Linked DNA regions of Sus scrofa: region 2 is linked to region 1. A link is a contact called in public Hi-C data. All regions are on one chromosome and are shown on one strand. The core of a region is the stretch at or near the end of the contact, and the rest is flanking DNA. Distances in the headings are between cores, read along the strand shown. Region 1 holds the start of CRKL (crk-like protein). Region 2 holds the start of LZTR1 (leucine-zipper-like transcriptional regulator 1).

Region 1 (2,669 bases), core at 58-2,557:
TGCACCCTCTTTCAAAATCTTTGTTAACTAACGTATTATAAAATAGGTGCCAGGCTTATTTCAAATTAACACCAGGATACAGTTCTGATATTTCAGTTAATATTTCAGTTAAAGATACTGTTTCTAAATGGTAAATCATTTTCATCTGTCGTGTGGTGTTCCAAAGGCTGCAGTCCAGGAGTTCCTCACCTGGAGTTCAGAGACAAGACCTTGAAAGGTGTGCAACTTGTGGGTGTGTGTGCGCGCGCGGGCGCGCGCTTGTGGGGGGGCCGGGTGGCGCCAAGCCTATCTTCAGTCTGTGTCCCAAAAAATGTTTCAGAAACAACAAAATCCTGCTTTACCATGAAACTTAGACGACGCAAAAAGCGCCCATTTTTAACGATGCACCCACAGTTCAATACATTTCAAATGCACCCCCTTATCCGCAGCGACCCAGACGCTGACACTACCTTCCGCTCGGAATGCCTTATGGAGAACAACGCGGTTCAGAAGGCGGGGATCTGGGCCCACCCACACCACGCCCCGCCCGCGTACCTGGGCGCTGGCTCGATGAGGGTGGTGGTGTCCAGGTAGTGGATCTTGTAGAACTCCAGCAGGGCCGGCAGGTGGTCGAACTCCTGGTCCCCGATCTTGAAGCGGCGGTTGGGCAGCGAGTTGATGATGTAGTGGGACACCCGCGAGTTCTCGGATACCGACAGCACGTAGTCGCCGGGGCAGGTGGACGAATCGCGGACCAGAAACATTCCGTGGCGCTGGCCCTGGAGCCGGGTCTGCGCCTCCTGGCGAGACACGGGCCCCATATACCAGGCCGAGCGGTCTGAGGAGTCGAACCTGGCGGAGGACATGGTGCGGCGGACGGGCGGCTGTTCTGCCTGCGCTGGACGTTCCGCCCGAGTCGGCGGCGGCCGGGCCTCTGGCTCCCCGCTCCTACGGGGCCGAGCGCGGGCCTTCCTCCCGGCCGCGGGCCCGCAGCATCCTCCGCGCCGCCCGCCTGCCCCGCGGCCGCCTCACCAACGGAGCGGCTTGGAGGCGCGGGCCCAGCCCGGGTCGCGGCGGCGAAGCCGAAGGCAGAGGAGGCCTCCTGGGGAGCCTCCGGTCACTCCTGACCCGGCGCGCACCGGCCTCCGCCCCCGAAGCTCCGCACCTAACCCGCGGCTACGCCAAGTACAGGACCCTCAGGAGCGCAGCGCCGCGCCGCCAGGGCCACTTCACCCAGCCCGCTCCCAAGAGCCACAGCAACAAAATGGCGGACGCGGGAGAAGCGGCCGGCCACCTCCCCCTCCGATCTGCGCTCCCGGTCTGCGCACGCGCAGGGCCAACCCCCGGCGGTCGCCGGGGCCCTCCCCGTGACGTCAGGCGGAGCGGCCAATCGGGAGCGCAGGCATACGGGCGGGGCGCGCGGCGCCCGTGCGCGTTCCCGCGCGCCGGGCACTCTTCTTGGACAGCCTGGGGAGCTGCCGGGAAGCGGCTGGGGCGGCGCACGAGCGGCGTCTCTGAGACCCGCTCTGGGAACAAAGCGAAGCGGGCGGGCTTCTGCTGAGTGGAGGGGTCGCGGAGCCGCCGCCCCTCGGGCTGCTGCCACATGCCCTGGATGGGGTTCGGTCCACCGCCTTCCCCGCGGGGCTAGCGCAGCGCCGACCTCGCGGGTGGAATGAATGGCTGCGGGGAGCATTCCCCGGGCTGGAAGGAGGGGAAGGCGTGTCCGAACCTGTACCTAGAGCCCTGTGCTCCGGCCCACGGGGCCGTTCGCGCCGGGGTGAACCCATCCCACGCCGTAGGGGCTGGGTGGTGTCCGCTCCCGGGTGAACTCGGGCAGCGCCTTGGTCCGCTGCCTTCGTGACTCAGCAGGTTTTCAGGTCCCGGTGCTCTCCTGTGTGCTCGGCTTGGACTGAATCGCTCCATGTCAAACATTTATAAATATATATGGAAATATATATATTTCCATTTCTAGTATATTTATTTTCTTCCAGTTTTATTGAGCTATAATCGGCACACAGCACGTACAAGTTTAAGATGCAAAGAATAATGTTTTGATTTACATACTGAAATGATTGTCACAGTAAGTTTATTGAACGTACATATAGGTGCAGAATTAAAGAAATAGAAAAAAAATTAATGGAGTTCCTGCAGTTGCGCAGTGGGTTAAAGAATCCTACTGCAGCGGCTTGGATCTCTGCAGTGGTGCGGGTTCCAGCCCCAGCTGGGGCAATGAGTTAAAGGATCCAGCCACAACTGTGGCTGGGATTCAATCCCTTGCCTGGAAATTTACATACAACACTGTATTAGTTCCTGGTACACAACATAGTTATTTATCGTTTCTCTGATTTCAGAATGATCACTGTCGGTACCATCATGCCATATTTATTATTATTATTATTGTTATTGCTTTTTAGGGCTGCATATGGAGGTTCCCAGGCTAGGAGTTGAATAGGAGCTACAGTTGCCAGCCTATGCTACAGCCATAGCAATGCAGGATTCGAGCCATGTCTGCTACCTACACCACAGCTCTCTGCAATGCCAGAGACCAGGGATCAAACCCACAACCTCACTGGTTACTAGTTGGATTCGTTTCCACTGTGCCACAACAAGAACTCCAAGCCTCATATATTGTTAAACGAGCTAATAACACATTAAAGTGCTTGGAGTAGTCCCCTGCACATATTAAGCAG
Region 2 (2,669 bases), core at 90-2,589, 47 kb before region 1:
GTGAGGCCAGGACCCTCCTGAGGGGTCACCCAAAGAATGAGACTCGGCACTGGGGCTGCCAAAGAATTCAGATGACACCTCTCAACTGCCAAGATCGATGGAGACCCCAATATTCCAGCAGTATTCTAAAGGACTCTGCATGTGGGGACTCCTGACACTCCCAACCCACTGCAGAGCACCTGGAACCCCATCTGGAGACCCACAGACACAATGTAACTCTAATACTCTGCCCTGGGCCACCCCACTCGGAGACTCCCTCGGGAGCCCCTCCCTTGCCCTGGACACGGACCTGGACCCACCTCACCCAACACACACCAGGTCTCGCCCCAGGAAACCACAGCCCAGCCTGGCCCAGGGGCCTGCCTGGGACCTCCTCAGACACCCCCCAGGACCCCCGCGCCCCGCCTACCGGGCCCCCACGAACTCGTCGCAGGGCGGGAGGCGCCGCCAACGATGCACTGTCTCAAAGGGCCCGAAGTTGAGCGTCAGGTACTCGACACTGTCCGAGCAGCTGTGGTCAAAGTCCACACTCGGGGCCACTTTGGACCGAGCTCCACCGGCCAGGGCCCCGGCCCCGATCGGGGCCCCCGAGCCACCGGGCCCAGCCATGCCGGGTCCACGCCCGATGGGCCACCGGGTCCGCTGGACGTGAGGCCACCGCCCCGGGCTGCTTCGAGAGACTACATTTCCCGGCGAGCCTTGGGCCGACGTCGCCGCACTGCCGGCCGCCCGCTTTTCCGGGAGAGCCTCACCGACCCAGTGGCTTGGCAGGCCGGATTGTGCGGCGAGCGCATAGACTTCCGGGAAGAGCTTCCCGCGGAGGTCGGGCGTGCGGTTCCCCCTCCAGCGAGCGCGGCGCCCTGGCCACAACCCCTCCCGGCCCGCACTTCCCCGGCGCGGCTCCCAGCATGCCCTGTGCGCATGGCTCGGTTTCGATCGTCCGCCGCGCCCGGGATCCCGGACGGAGGGTTCCGGGCTCGCAGTGGCCTCCGCGGGCCGCCCCACCATCCCCTTCTTGCTCTGTCCCTGGCCCGGCCCCCGCATCTCCCCATGGCGTTCTTTTTGGCTGGGAGACTGCGTGCACAGAGGCTCTGGATTCTCGGTCCTACTCTGGCAGAGCTTCAGCTGCTTCACCTACGAAATGGGCATTCAGGAAGCTCAGGCTGGGTCCGTCTCCGGACTCATTGCTCGAACCTTAATGGGCAAACACCCCCAACTGCTAAGCGCGAGTTCCCACTGTCCTCTGAAGAAGCATTCCCTGTCTCGGGCTTTATGCATGTGCTTTCCCTCTGCTTGGAGTGCCATTTCTTCAAAATCCAGATCCAAGACATGGGGCAGAATCAGTTGCTATCTCCTCTGGGCCAAAATTCCTTGGTGAAACACTGGGTGTTCTGTGGTCTCTGGTCATGCCTGTCTCCCCATCATCTGCTTTCTCCCTTGGGGGAGTTTGCCCAATTACAGTGGAAGTCACACAGATCTGCAAATGTGTGTGTTTTAATGTTAAGATACTGTCTAACATGTCACAGGGTCCTACAGGGAACCAGTCCCAGTAGAGGGATAGGAGGGCAGGCCTATCAATGCCACTGGATGCCTTGGGTGGTGAGCTTCTCCTGGAGGCCACTGGGGCCTCTCTGGAGGGGAACCAGGCAGCTGAAGCCAAACACTGGGAGGGCTCAGGTTCTGCCCTGGAGGATCCTGGGGAACTGGAGGTTGGCACTTGCCCCCCTGGCTTGGCCTCTGTCCCTGGGACCCCAGCATGCCTGCCCGAGTCCGCTGCATGCAAGTTCAGGATCCTTTCCCTGTGAGCCAGGACATGTCGCCGGTCCTGCAGGAATGAGGGAGGAGGAGTGAGAGCAGGAGGGAGCAGGCTCCCCACGGGGCACCGTGAGCAGCTGGACCTTGAAGACAGAAGAGGGCTGTGCAAGGCCCTGGCACCCAGCAGGGGTGTGTACTTGGGCAGGTGGGGAAGGCTCAGAGGGAAGAGGGGATGTACGTACTTGCTGTGCAGCAGAAACAGTCTTTGCGAAGGCAAGAGGGAAAGACAGAGAAGGCTGGGGAGACATCATGTCATTCACCATGTCCCCACTTGGTTCTCCATGTTTCCAGCCTGAGCCTCCTCCCCTGACCCCATCTCATGGCCTCCAGGGCTTCCTCAGTCCTGGGGGTTCTCTATAGGCGGGTGGAGTCCACAGGGTGACTCCCATTGGCACCATGCCCAGATGAGAGTAATGACTGGTGTCCAGTGGCTCACTGGACAGACCCTGAACAACCATCCCCCACCTCTGTGCAGGGTGCCCCAGAAGCAACACAAGCCACATCCTGCTGCCCTATAATTGAGTTCAGCCATGTTCAATGGGGTGTCCCGGCCCCAGTGACTGCCCAAGCAGTGAGTCTTGACCCATCCACACAGCACTGGCTTTGCCCTTGGACACGGCCTCTTTCCCTTCTATCCCCCAAGAGCACAAATAACCAGCCCACTCCCAAACCATAAGCCTTGCCCCACACCAGGCCATCGTTCTGGGAGCCTGAGACTGATTGAGACTGAGGTGGCCAAGTGGAGAGGGGGAGGACCCTCGAGGGCTGTGGAGGGAGCTTGAGCCAGCACCTCAGGGGACTTTTTCCCCTTTCCCCAAGATCCCCAGAGCCCACACTCACTCCACCTCCCGTTT

The links. Hi-C and Micro-C count contacts between places; a contact is called where the count stands out from the background.
Region 2: a contact with region 1 is called in a Hi-C map of liver, with 4 times the contacts expected there. The contact joins the promoter of LZTR1 here to the promoter of CRKL in region 1. A contact is called at or near these places in 4 of 47 Hi-C or Micro-C datasets (heart right ventricle, liver and skeletal muscle) and 2 of 2 datasets of contacts at active chromatin or transcription factors (alveolar macrophages and skeletal muscle).

Annotation. Positions count from the first base shown.
Region 1 is chr14:50,527,588-50,530,256 of Sscrofa11.1, reverse strand. It overlaps CRKL (crk-like protein), which reads right to left and starts at 1,307. Exons shown (of 3, transcript XM_003132994.4): 1 at 535-1,307. The coding sequence starts at 845.
Region 2 is chr14:50,575,083-50,577,751 of Sscrofa11.1, reverse strand. It overlaps LZTR1 (leucine-zipper-like transcriptional regulator 1), which reads right to left and starts at 1,339. Exons shown (of 21, transcript XM_003132997.4): 1 at 410-1,339. The coding sequence starts at 1,044. It overlaps AIFM3 (apoptosis-inducing factor 3), which reads right to left. Exons shown (of 20, transcript XM_021074038.1): 19 at 2,656-2,669; 20 at 1,479-1,825. The coding sequence ends at 1,786.